2 separate regions of the Athene noctua genome follow, and region 1 is linked to region 2. The links are chromatin contacts, called in public Hi-C maps. All regions are on one chromosome and are shown on one strand. The core of a region is the stretch at or near the end of the contact, and the rest is flanking DNA. Distances in the headings are between cores, read along the strand shown.

Region 1 (6,747 bases), core at 254-2,753, 280 kb after region 2:
CTACTGTATGCTGGCGATTCAGCCAGTTCTTGGCTATCTACAGCTTCAAGCAAAAGCAATGGGTGTTTGAGATCACCCAAGATCCTGTATGCACCACAGCTCCCACACACAAAAGATTTGGCCTTCCAGCCCTCACCTTCCCCAAAAAGTATGCCAGAATTGAGATAGACAGGATTTGTACTTCTGCTTTGACCACGTGGTAAATGTCACATAAATGAGTATTTATGGGCCTACTTGAATCAGTCTGCTAATGAAAGGCATAATCTTTCAACCTGAGAGCAGACCATGAAGTAGTAGCAGGGACGGCTAAACCCAGAGCCTCAAGGGGCTGGTGGGATCCCCACTCTCTACCAGGCAAGGATGCAAACACAAAGCTTTTAACTCTTTAGGGATTATCACTCTTAGATTGGCATTTTGTTCCCTCAGAGATCAAAGCAGGAGGATTTGGAGTCACTTCTGCTTAACTCAGAGTTTGGGCTGATGCGGACCAGCTCAGGTGGGTGTTTGGGGCTGGCAGGGATGGGGACTCTGGAGGGAAGAGGAGGGAGGGCAGAGCAGGCACCATCTCTTGCAGCTGGGCAGGGGCAGAGGCCCTGGATCTCCTCTGCAGGACAGTAGGTAGCAAAACATCCCCTTGCCTTAACCTGGACTTGAAAACGAACCTGGGAATGGGCAGCACAGCTCTGCTCTCTCCTTCGCACCGACTCCTCTGTCCCACTACGACACACATCAAACAGTTCCCATTGCAAGCCCTCACAGCCTTCTCCTCGCCTCGCCACTTGCCAATGACAAGACTTTCCCGAGACCACCGGGGGTGCCTGCGGCGACCCCCAAACACTGGACGCGATCCCGGGGGCTGCGGGCTGAGCCACGGAACTGCCCCACACCCGCGCACCTTGCCCGGGGAAGGAGATGGCTTCCCCGAGAGCAGGGAAGAGAGACACGGGAGCCCCTTTCCCGGGCTCTAGGGGGGGACCCCCCCCTCGGGGGAGCCGCGGGGCCGTGCAGCCTCGCCCCGGGAGGTGCGAGGAGGGGGCAGCGCGGGGCCGGGCCGGCATTTAGCTCAGGCTGGAGGCGGGGGGCGCGGGCAGGAGCGGGGCGCCGAGGGCAGGGCCGGGGCTATCGCGGCCGTTAGGAGGGAGCCGGCGCTGCGCGCCCCCGCCTCAGCAGCCCCGCCGCGGGGGGAACCCCAGCGCCGCTCGCCGCTGCACCTGCCCCCACGCCCGGCATCCCGCCAGGGCAGGGCAGCCGCGGCCCCCCCTCCTCGCCGCGGGGGCCCGGCGGGGCAGCCGCCAGCCGCCCTCCCCTCTCGCAGCCGGCCTCGCAGCGGCGGCCCGAGCCCCCCTTCCCCCCCCTCCACACCCGCTCCTTACCCCGCGGGCGCCTGCCCCAGCGGCCGCCCGCTCATCCATCTTGCTCCTCTTTCCTCCGAGGTGACAAAGCCGGCATGGCAATGAGAGGCACCGAGGAGCTCTGGGAAGTGCCTACCCCAGATTCAGTTATTAACTTTCACCAGGAGGCTGCAACTACGGCACCCGGCATCCCCCGCTGGGCCAGCGCCTGCAAAGGCGGCCGGGAAGTGTAGTCCTCCCGCCCCGCCACGGCCTCACCGCCCGCCCGCCGGCGGGACCGGCCGCGCCGTCTCGCCTGGCCTCACCGCCCGAGGGTGAGCGGGAACACCAGCCTGGCAGCGCAGCCCGGGGTCGGAAGGGAGCTGCACTGGGGGCTCCTTCAGGTTTCCCCGTCATGGCCGGCGGAGGGAGAGGCGGCCCAGGCGGGTGCCCGATGGAGGCAGCTCCTCTCTGGCAGGCCTGGGACACACAGGCACCTGGGGCTGAAAGCACTGAAGTCCTCTGTGAAACACCGGCTGGGCTGTGAGGCACACCAAGGCGGCAGGCCTCCAGGGGAACACACTGAAAAAGAGAGGACAAAGATATCCATCCTTCCCTCCAAGGGAGAGGGATGCTTTCCCCACCATCATGATGTCACTCACAAAATGGCCGCTGCCTGCAGGAGGCCCTGTTCCATGGACAGGCAGAGCTGTAGCAAAGTTTTGATGCTTTAGCAGTTACAAAGGTACGTTTGCCACAGCTGGCCTCCTGGTCAGCCAGATCTACAACTACTAAGGATGTCCTGGGCCCTCTCTGCCACATCAGGGCTGATGTCCTCTCACATGGCTGCAAAGTTACTGGTCTTAACAGGGTGACTGCCATTTTCACAACTTTTTCAAGTACCATTGGTTGCACATTTTACAACACAGAAACTCTATCTCTACCACCTGCAGTTAACAGTAGATTGTAAATTATGCAGGGAGACACCAGTATGAGAGCTCACATATTTCAGCCTAAGAGGACCTTACTTTGTTGACAACAAATTTAAAGTCTTCCATGTTGAAATGTTTTACAATCTCAGCCATAACAATTTAAGCTTTTCACTTTTTATTTCACCTGGCTTCTATTACTGGCCCACTTATGTGCTAAATCTATTACCTTCATCACAGCTTGAGCATTCTGTGATAGCTTTGTCTTCTAACGTAACGTCTTTTCCACAATGTTTCTAACTAGCAACATTCCTTGCCCCAGAAACACTCCCAACGAAAACAATAAAAATGTAAAAGCAAGACTGTCAAAGATTCATCTCTAGAAAAGTTGTCAGAACACATGCCAAAATAATGTAGGAATACCGGTGTGACTCCAGAGGATGTAAAATTTAGTGAGAGAAGGAACCTCTAATGACTTAAGAATGTTTTATCACCGCAGTAGCCAGGTGCTAAAAAGTATTAATAGGCAAAGCTTAAAAAAAAAAAATATCTGGGAACTGTCACTCAAGTAATCAGCTGCTGGTCCTCAAGTATACAGCTCCTGTGGTCTCATGTTAAGATGTTTCATTTATTTTTCTTTACAAGCCATAAAGCTGCATATCTCTCTGGCCTCGTTGTACAATGTTTGCTATGTCACGCACACAGACCTGAACATTGCATTAGTTAAAACAAGCCATGTAGAAACCAAAGAACATTTTAGAGATGTGAGTAGCAAGCAAAGTCAGGTGGAAAAATGCTTTCAAGCACAGACATCTGTGTTCATGCAGCATTACTACTCCTTGCCATATTTGATTACAGATAGCTTTGTTTTGTTGCTTTTGATGAAGAGGGGAAAAAAAACAGCAGAGGTAGTAGTGACACACCAACCTCTCAATGTAAATACCAAGAAAGAAGCTATGGAGGGAAAATCTGTTATTGCTCCACGGGAATCCAGCAACACAGGGGTATAAGAGTGACACTAAAATGGGCTGTGCTGTCACGAGGCCTGGTTTGACAGAGCCAGACAAGAATGATCTGTTATAAAACATGGTGGAATATTTGTTTTTGTAGTACTGGATCTCCAAAATCCATAGTCTTTTTGTGGTTGACAAGCTCACTCCTTTCTTTGCCTTGCTACTGCAGCTGTCGGAGGTCTGCACCCCTGCCTGGAAAACATGACCAACAGCGAGAAAGCAATCCTAGCAAAAATCTGCATCATTCATGCGTAATAAGACAATGCTTGGGAGATTTACAAAGGAGGGGAGGAGGAGAAAACCACAGCACTGCAGTCATTTGCATTATTTCTAGCTTTTTTTCTTTGCAATAGTCACTTTTAGCCTTAAAATGTAATGAGTATGTATTTCATACACAGCTTTATGCACACTTCAGCATTATTGGGTTTTAATTTGCATCCCACCATGACTGAATAAAATTTGGCAAATAGGCTGTGTCTGTTTATAACATATGCTTCCATTTTGTTTTGGTAATGTTATATACATACAAATTAATTTAAAAGCACACTCTGTCTTGTGGCTTACTACTTGTCTCAGAGGTTCTCTCCATGGCTCGTCCTGGCTGTTTTATACTATTTGGGCCATGCAAAACGGCTGGGAAGCACCCTAACAATGCTGCTGGGACTTCACTAGAATAAAAACCAGGCAATTGCTGCTTTACATCACTCTTCTCTGTCAAGCAGGAAGATACACAAACAGCTCAGCTGGATCACTGCATATTCTTACAGTTCTTATGAGCACAGCTGTGGTTGCTAACATAATCTAAAACATACTTTTGGATGCTCAGAAGGCAATCTGAATTTGGAATAGCCCTGGGTTTGGTTTAGAGCCACCCTGTGCTCACATCTGGGTCCTGCAGTGAGCAGAGGAGCCAATGCACGACAGACAAAATGGAAATCCCATCTTCATACATTTGCACTGTGTTGGTGGTCCTCCACTGACAGGACCTGCAGTTCTGCAACGTGCTTTAGCCACACATGCAAACCTAACTGTCCAACTGTGTGGTTTTACTATGCTAGGACCTCAAACTTGAGCGAAGTCACAATGCAGTTCCATTTGCCTGTGACTGTTTTTACCTGCCTGTTTTCAAAGTTGCCCCTATACTCAAATTAGATACATTAGTTGCCTACTATAAAGCAAGTTCTCTAGATAAAAGTGAAAATTTAAGTGTTTATTAGATTGTCACATTCAAAATTTCACTTTAATTACCTGACAGAAAGGAAGTTTTAACATATCAGCAGATCTGTTACAATTTACTTCCTTACCAGAGTTCACTTGGATGATGACTGGGTGCTTATAGATCCACTGGACAAAAATAAAAGGGTATTTACAAATATTATAATTAGTGCAAAAAGGAAAAATATCACTGACTTGTGATGCTAGGAAGAAGATATTTTAATGCAGACCATTGTAAAAATCTCAAAGAAGGACCATATACAAACTGGGAGCACTTTAAATATGTTTATTCAGCAGCTATTACAATCAGCCTCCAAAAAACTGGAGTCCCCTCTTGTTTCTGAACCGTATCAAGTGATGAAAATGCCTAAGAACATTGAAGCTGAACAGTGCACTCCTTTCTGAGAAACAGACATGTCTAACAGGGATTAATCTCTTTGTAAAGGAAAAATATAAATATATACACTCTAAATTCACAACAACAGTTTAAATTCACTACGTTAATTCAAGTGGGATAACAGTGGACAAATCCACATCATGTAAACTGCAGTCGTAAAATATCTCTGCTGTCATCCTCAAACCCTGTCCAGTTTCGGTTTACATTCTGTGATCTGCCTATCGCAGAGCTGAAATACAGAAGCGCTGAAGTGTTGAATCTCAGGGGCTGTGCACAGGACCAGGAAGTGGGGCGATACTCTGTTCTCTACACGTTGCTCAAGGCATCCACACCAGGAAGAACCTTACCTGTTAGTTAAAAAATACCAGTAAAGTTAAGGATCCCTCTCTGCCCTTAAACTAAGCTTTACACTTGCAAGTGCAACATTTAAACATAAAAAAAACCCCAAAACAACCCACCAAAACACATTAGAAATTGTAGGTTAAAAATGGAAGAGCTTGGCTCTACATACACTTCTGTTGACAACTGTGGCTCTCAAGGCATATGGTTACATTTAAACTTCCACACAGTAAATACCTTTTAGGGCTGTAGTGAATATCTAGAGCACAGCTGCACTCCTGTGTCAGCAGACAGATTCTTAACATACCAGTCTCATCAATTCTCAATTAACAATAATGGTAAATTTCTATCCAAGTCTCTGCTAGGGTCAGATCCAAACACCTAAGATCTTTTTCCATTAAGTTAGATAGCAAACAGATTTCTGATTGGATCTAGGGAGTTGCTGCACACTTTCTTCAATCCCTAGTGGCATGTAAATAGAATTTTGGGAGTGTGTGGTGGAAATTTTAAGAATTAATTAAGAAACAAAGCCTCTTAACAAGTCTCAAGTCTTTTACTGGGACTAAAACACCCAGGTCGAGATATTTACATGCCTCATTCCAACTGATGGAAACAAGGAATATGCTCATCCCGAGTATGAGGGCCTGGATTATTAAAGTGCAATGTTTTCTAAAGCATTTTTAGCTTTTTGTCCTACTTTAATAATGAAGAGAGACCATGCTGGTTTTGCCTTTTTTCAGAAAATCTACCTTCTAATGCTCAAGCTGTGTGGCAGTACTGAATTTCAACACTGTTCACAACTTTCTAGTTTGCTGGGGTTTTTGGGTTGGTTTCTTTGCCCTTTTTTTTTTAATCTTCAGAAGCTTTTCTAATTAGCTAGACTTCCGTTACATTTAAAAGATCACACACACAAACCCACATTTTGGGCCAAAACTTAGACAAGTTTGTCCTTCTGAATAAATCGGTTGCACAGTGTTTCCTTCTAGCCATCTGCATTCTTTCCCTTTACCATCACTCCCTAGGCAACAGAAACAAAAGCTCTGTCTCGCATATAACTGCTGGAAACTAACAGCTGCAATGCAGTTTATCGCAGTTTCTCTTCTACAGAGAAGTTGACAGCATTAGATAATTTACACATATTGGGAAACAGCTAATTACCAGAGGAAATGAAAACTCATTTAGGGAACAATGTAACTCATTAGAAGAATCCTGTAAATTCTCATCATTTTGAATTTCAAGTACCCTCGTGCAGGTTTTTAAGTGATCACTAGAGGGCTCCCCAAAACCAGGGAATTTCAAACAATGCACTTGAAAGGAGACTTCTGGCAAAAATTCCAGGCTATTCCAATGAGATTTCCCTAACAGAAACTGGGCATTTTAAACAGTCTGGTTATCATGTCTCAGGGGATCATCTACAAAAGACAGCCCACTCTCAAGGCCGTTTTATTTTCTATTCCAGCATTTTTGCTTTCTGGGAGTGGCAGACTGTGCTGTTTGTAAGAACACTCCATTTTCTTTCCTCC
Region 2 (7,099 bases), core at 453-2,952:
GCTTTGATTTCAACCTCACTTACAGGGTTTTCCTTGAGTTGCAGTCTCAGCTCCTGTGGCAGGTTAACCTATTTAGGCCAAATAATTTTTATGTCTGACTTTCTGGAAACAACTAAGAGCCAGCAGACAGCAGTTTCTATTTGAATTTGCAGCATTTTGGGGATTTTGGGGGGAATGGACACAGTGCACATGCATAGCCAGAATCATTCAAGTTTTCTAAACAAAATGTAGAATGCAGAGTTCAAAATATGTCTTTTTTTCCTTCTGTTTCCCACCTTCACCAATCTCTGTGGCATCACTGGAAGGATATCCACACAGCAAAACCACCCAAGCTCATCCACTGATGGTAATGTATGCAATTTTCTCCTGCCTCAGTCATTTGAAGATAGGCTTGAATCCCATGTATTTGCTCTGCAATGCTATGAGATATCCCCAGATGATGCTCTGACCAGAAGCAAAGTGTCCTTCAGTGAGGCCCAGTGCTCAAGGGGTTGTGTCAGCCTTGGACTGCCATTACAGGACTGCTTCAGGCAACACTGATTCAGGTATATGGCAGTTGTAGCTTTCCTTGCATCAGAATGTAGTTTTTGGCTTTTATTCCAAAATCTATTAATTGAAGATGGAGCATAAAATACTTTAGTCATGCAAATTGTTTTCATGCTTGATTCAGTGTATTGCCATCTAAAGTAGCCTCCGTTGTCCCTGTGTGGCACTTTGCTCAATGTACCCTAGAGGGCTCATTTCAGATAGGAAAGCCAGCTACTCTTGCTCTCTACAGTTCAGGTAGCTACATCTGGCAGGTTGCAGAACAACTTTGGGCTGAAATGCTATGGATTCTTTCAGTTGCATTTCCCATGTAACATGCTTGTCTTGTCAGAAGTTGATCTGGATAAAGGCAGTTTCCCAAACGCTATGGTGTGGCTGCTCAAAGGCCTCCTGCTTTCACAGGTACTGCTGATGTGCTCTGCAGAAACTCTGCCCTCTTGCAGGTGCTCTTTGTTAATCTTGGCACTTATTCTGTCTTCCACTTCCCTGCTGCAGTAGTATCACTCTAGATGATACATCAGTCTCTCCGCCAAAGCATGACTGACTGCTCATTTGCTACTATCCTTTTGTGGTGTTATTCCCACCGTAAATGCCGTGGGAGGCTTGGCCCAGACTGGGTAGTCCCCATGCCTAGCCCAGGTCAGCCTATCAAGAAAAGGTAGCTGCAGCCGTGCTACGGGGGGAACAGCAGGCTGTGAACACACCCGGCACCTGGCCCAGTCAGGCTGTCAGTTACTGTGATCTGAGCCCCATGTGCTAAAATAACATGTGGAAGAAAAAATCTTCTGAATCTCTTTTCCAAATTTGGGTTAGTCTGCCCGCTACGAAGGTTTGAAAAACTGAGACACTTTTGGCTACCGCGCCGAGGTGGCTGAACGCTGCCCGCGAGTGGGATCGTCAGGCAGAGCGGGCACCTTCCCTGCCGGTCCAGCACCGCGGAGGGAGCCCCGCACCCCTGCGGCGGGTCCGGCTGCCTGTGGCACCGGGAACCGCACCTGCCCGGTCCCCTCGCTCGCCTGGGCGGAAGCAGCGGGCCCAAACGGGCACGGGGGAGCCGTGCGGAGAAACGGACATGGCCCCCCGCCCGCCCGCCCGCCCGCCCGCCAACCCTCCCCCTCAGGCGGCAGCCATTTTGGGGGCGATGCGTGGCGCCCTCTGGCGGCTCCCCGCGCGCGGAGCGCTGGAGGCAGGCGGTCGCCGCCATGAAGTCCGTTTTCGTCACCGTGGGCACCACCAGCTTCGACGACCTGATCGCGACCGTCTGCTCGCCGGAGGCCCTGGAGGTGAGGCGGCGGCGAGACCAGCGCCTCAGACAGTCATCCCGGGCCTCCCCTCCCCGGCCTGCCCGCCGCGCCTCTACCGGGCGCCTGCGCGCTGGGAGCTGTCCCGCCCTTTCTCCCTTCCCCTCCGCCACGCCGTCCCGCTGGAGATGGGGGGGGGGCAGCGGGGACGGTTGTGGGGAGCCCTCTGTGGCGGGGTCGTGGTCAGCGGCGGCGGAGGGGGCCGGGCGGTTCGTGGCGCGAATCGAGGGGGGAGGTGGTGGCAGAGGCCGCCGGGCCGGGCCAGGGTAACTGGGAGCAGGGCCAGGCGCCCCGGTGTCCGACCTGGGTGGGCGCACACAGTGCACACACCCCCCCCACATCCCTCCCGCCGGCGTAGGTGCTGCGGAGCCGCGGCTACGGGAAGCTGGTGCTGCAGGTCGGGCGGGGAGCGCTGGATCCGGCGCTGAGCGGCAGCCCGGCCTTGGCGGTGGAAGCCTTCCGCTTCAAGGACTCGCTGGCCGAGGACCTGCGGAGGGCGGACCTGGTCATCAGCCACGCAGGTAGCGCCCCGTTTGTTTGCCGGTTGGCCTGGGGGCAGGATGGGAAGTCGCTTGCGTGAAGTCGGTCTCTACGGCTCGGGGTTGGGCTGGCATCGAACGATCCGCAGCTAGAGCCGAGTGGTTAATGTTCACCTTTAGGAGTCTTCCCGCGTTTCAAAAGCAAGTAAGATGATATGTGTCAGGGCAAAAACTCATGGTGTTTTCTGTTTCTCCTGTAGGTGCAGGTAGTTGTCTGGAGACTCTAGAAAAAGGAAAACCACTAATAGTTGTAACGAATGAAAAGCTGATGAACAACCATCAGCTTGAACTGGCAAAACAGCTCAACAGAGATGGGCATGTCCTCTGCTGTAATTGCAGGTATGGAGCTTCTGGGGCTGTCCTGACTGGCCAAGCAGTGTTCAGCACCAGCACTCTGTGTTACTACAGTATTGAGAATGTAACAAGGAAACATACATCCTGTAACAGCCATTTGTTTGCAAGGTAGATATTCCATAGTGGATAGATTAACATTAGGTGCTGATTTACCAAACTTAACAAACCATTTGACCATGAGTCCTGCATTATTTTTTTTTTTGAGGGCACACATATTCAGATTGAAAGAAGAGCAATTTAAACCAAATAGACGTGGTTGAATTTGAAAGAGTCAGGTAGCATCCAGGAGGCACCTAACAGCTTCTTTCTTTTTCTGCTTTTTCTCACTAGCTGTTTGATTCTTTTTTGAAGTATAGAAATAATACAACCCAGACAATTGGTTTGTAACCATGAGCCATAAGGAGTAAATTTCTCCCTTCAGACTTAGGACTCCATCATCTTGCTATTTGGATTTTCCTTGTAAAGCGCACTAAAGTTTACTGTATAAATGCATTGACATAATAAAATTGAAAGTGTCTGGAGTATTTAGAACATAAGAATGGCCTTACAGATATGGATCAGGAGTCCACATAGCTCAATATTCTATTTGCAGTGGCCGTGTCCAGATGCCCAGCCAAAAGGAGAAACAGGGCAAGAACATACGGTACTTCCTTGTATTGCTTTCCTTCCAGTGCTCTTAGGTATTTGAGTCAGGGGGATTCCTAAATCAGATGCTGTCTAGTCAGTAACATTCAATACCTCTATCTTTCAAGTACTTATTCAGGCTGCCTTTTTAACCAAACTTCCTGAATCAGCCGCATCTTCTGACAAGGAGTTGCATAGGTCTACTGCCTGTCACTTCAGGGAAAAAAGAAACACCCCCCCCCCCCCCCAAAACCCGTATCTCCTTTTGTTTGTTTGTATTTATCCTGGCTCCTGTTAGTTTCATTTGTTTTCTTGTTTTACCGATATCTTTATTTCTCTTTATTTATGATTGTTTATGATTGATTGCACTGTATAAATAAAAGATGACCTTTAAATTGAAGGCAGAGGAAATGCAACCCCCAGTATTTAGTCTGCATCTTGTTCCTTTGCCCTGCAAATAGGATTTCCTATGTTTCAGAAGAGCCTTCTGAATAGACTAGACTTGCTATTCATTTATATTGGGCAAGTTTCTTAAACTTATTATTGCAGTGCTGCTGACTGCTTCAGAGACAGGAAGAAATTTTTATTTCTCTTTGAACAGTGCCTAGCATTTGAGCCTTATTTGCAGTCTGATAATAGCAAGCTAACAGATTGATTTAGCTGTTCTTTCTGGTTGTGTGTTAAGTGGAGAACTATGCCATGTGTTCAAATAGGATGAATTTGCTGGTACAGTTTATGGTGAAGATCCTGAGATCTTGTTCAGTCTCCCAACATTGCAAGCACAGAAGACTTAAGAAGTTAGAGCTGAGGTTGTGAGTCAAAAGCTGTGGTATCAGTCGAAGTGTGTTCTCAGCAATGCTGCCTATGAGCCAGTGATGGTTGGGGCCCTCTGGTTTGTGGGGTCTCTTCTTCCTTTCAATACATGCCCTTTTTGTTTCTGTGCTAAAGAATTATGTATATATGAAAAGAAAGAAAATTTTGTGAAGAAAAAATTTCCCTTTGGGATGGATTTTTAATTCTTTTGTTTCGGTCTGTTTTTACAGCACTCTTGTGGAGACTCTGCAGTTGATGGACTTGTCAACTTTGAAACCTTTTCCTCCTGGACAGCCAGAAAAGTTTGCTTTGTTCTTGGATAAAGTTGTTGGGTTTCAATAAACAATACAGAGGAATGAAAATGTCAGAGTAAAACCTTTCTCCTTTCTGAGTGGGGCCTTCCATACTTAAGAGTTCACCAACTGGGAAAAACCCTCAAAGAAAATGACTGTTAATATTAACTGCCATTAAATGGTTTTCTATTCAGCGACAGTTTAAAGTCATCTAGCTCTATGCTTAAAAGAGCACAGTGCCAACAACGGGGATGGGGGAGGAGTGTGAACTGTCTGGTTTCTTGGACAAATACTTATATCACAAAATCTGCACTGAGTTGGTTAATTCCAGTGAGGAAGACAAGCTAAATTACTTCTTAAGGAGCATGGCTTGTTAATAGTGGTCTCTTGACTATATTTGCCTAGTACTAGTTGTCCTTCTTGATATTCCTGTGATGTTCTGCAAATGAGACAACTTCAGCTCTCATTTTGTGTGTTTACAGAAGCACTGAAAATAAAAAGTGAGAGATTTAAGCCACTTTGAAGGGGAAGGGGCACATGGTAAATCTGGGTGAGAAAAGTCAAGAACTGCAAACCTGCTGCCAAGCTGTCTGCTAACTGACACCCGGTTTTGGGTGGTTTACTCTCAGAGTAAAACGGCCTATAGGAGAGGAATGGGGGTCAGTGCAGTCAATCCATTCACGTAATGTTGTCCCATCATTACTTATTTTGGACTTCCCGTGAAGTGCAATGTTTCCTGTTTCATGCTGATTGGAGCTCCCAGTTTAAAGTATTGAAACTTTCAACTGTGTTGATGCTACCATCAGTTTGTTTAAGTAAATGTTTTGAAAAACAAAGTGTTTTTAAAAAGTGTTCATGCAGGCTATTTGGTCTGTAATGTGTCTAGAACTGTGGAACTGCACAGTTGGTGCTAATTGCCCTTCCTGCAAGTACATTATTTGTTTGGGGGTTTTTTGTTCCTGTTGCTTAAAACAGTAAAAAGAAACTCCTAATTCGGGGCATCTGAGTGCAATTTTTATTAGCAAGTTAATAATGTACATGGAAGCATTCTGATCGAATCAAGCACAAGGGCTCTACATGGAATAAATAATGCTGAACAGTTGTACAAGAGTGATTTTTATTGATCCCCAAAGTTTTCCCCAAATACTTTATTAGGAGCAGCTAAGATTTTCACTTCCTTAACGATTTTATAGAGCTGCTGTTAGTTCAAATGTACCGCTAGCAGCTTCTCTCCAGTCTGAGAGCATGCAGGAGCGTCATGGGAAATCTTGATGAACAATTTGACTGAATTTCCCACTAGTTATTTGCAGTTACAGGTACAAAAAGCGATGAAGCTGGAAGGGGTTAGCTTAGCAAGGACTCCCTTCTCCTCCCGAGGCAGGTCCGGCAGGAGATGTCTGCCGGGGCTTCACGACCCTTCGGCCTCCGCGCCGACAGCGGGGGGGGGGGGCTGGAGTAAAGCGACCCCACGGCGCTCGGACATCGCCTGGCCTGCAGCCATGAAGCGGGACAGATATTTGGGCATCTTAAAATGGCTGCGGCAGGGGGCACCTCCCGCGGGCGGGCCGGGGGGGCACCGCTGCGCCGGGCCGGGCCAGGGGCGCGCTGCGGAAGCGGCGGCAGCGTCCGGAGGGCAGGGGGATGCTGGGGGGCAGGAGGAGGCCAGAGGATGCCGGGGGCAGGGGGATGCCGGGGGGCAGGAGGATGCCGGGGGGCAGGGGGAGGCCGGGAGCAGGGGGATGGCGGGGGACAGGAGGAGGCCGGGGCATGCCGGGGGCAGGGGGAGGCCGGGGGGCAGGGGGATGCCGGTGGATGCCGGGGGCAGGGGGAGGCCGGGGGCAGGGGGATGCCAGGGGGAGGCCGGGGGCAGGAGGATGGCAGGGGGAGGCCGGGGGCAGGGGGAGGCTGGGGGCAGGGGGAGGCCGGGGGGCAGGGGGAGGCCAGGGGGGCAGGGGGAGGCCGGGGGGCAGGAGGATGCCGGGGGATGCCGGGGGCAGGGGGATGCCAGGGGGCAGGGGGAGGCCGGGGGGCAGGAGGATGCCAGGGGGGCAGGGGGAGGCCGGGGGCAGGGGGGGGCAGGGGCCGGGTGGCGGCGCCTGGCGCAGGTGGGCGCGTTGGGCGGGGCCCCTCATTAGCAGCCGCCGCGCGCCTAGCCGGCACGCGCCGCGCCGCGGAGCGCAGCGCCCCGCGCGGAGTCCCTGTCTCCCGCCTTTGGTGCCGCCGCCGCCACCCGGGGAAAGATGCAGAAGGGCTGGAAGAAGTACTTCGGGCAGAAGTCCTTCAGCGAGGTGGCTATGGATGAGTACCTGGGCAGCCTGGGGCTGTACCGCAAGATGACGGCCAAGGACGCCTCCTGCCTCTTCCGAGCCGTCTCGGAGCAGGTGGGCGGCGGGGCAGCACCGGTCCCGGTCTCGGGGGGAGCCACCTCAGGCCCGCAGCGGGCCGTGTCCGCTCCAGGCCGGGGATGGGGGTCGGTAGGGGTGCTCCTGGAGACCCCTCCTGGGTGCCCGAAGTGAGGCGTCGCGGGCGGGGAGGGGTGCGGTCAGCCCCCTGGGCTCTCGGGCAGGCAGGCTCCGGGGTCGCTTGGGCTTCCCTCAGCTTCTACCCCCAGGTGACCCCCTGCAGCCTC

What was found. Hi-C and Micro-C count contacts between places; a contact is called where the count stands out from the background.
Region 1: a contact with region 2 is called in a Hi-C map of heart, with 3 times the contacts expected there. The contact joins the promoter of AMOT here to the promoter of LOC141964479 in region 2. A contact is called at or near these places in 2 of 2 Hi-C or Micro-C datasets (heart and liver).

Annotation. Positions count from the first base shown.
Region 1 is chr11:10,881,917-10,888,663 of bAthNoc1.hap1.1, forward strand. It overlaps AMOT (angiomotin), which reads right to left and starts at 1,504. Exons shown (of 13, transcript XM_074914990.1): 1 at 1,374-1,504. PGK1 (phosphoglycerate kinase 1) reads right to left here. Exons shown (of 11, transcript XM_074915173.1): 11 at 4,760-5,232. The coding sequence ends at 5,192.
Region 2 is chr11:10,601,118-10,608,216 of bAthNoc1.hap1.1, forward strand. It overlaps LOC141964479 (UDP-N-acetylglucosamine transferase subunit ALG13-like), which reads left to right and starts at 1,703. Exons shown (of 4, transcript XM_074914929.1): 1 at 1,703-1,829; 2 at 2,206-2,372; 3 at 2,585-2,725; 4 at 4,408-5,469. The coding sequence starts at 1,749. The coding sequence ends at 4,519. LOC141964478 (UDP-N-acetylglucosamine transferase subunit ALG13-like) reads left to right here and starts at 6,711. Exons shown (of 22, transcript XM_074914927.1): 1 at 6,711-6,851. The coding sequence starts at 6,711.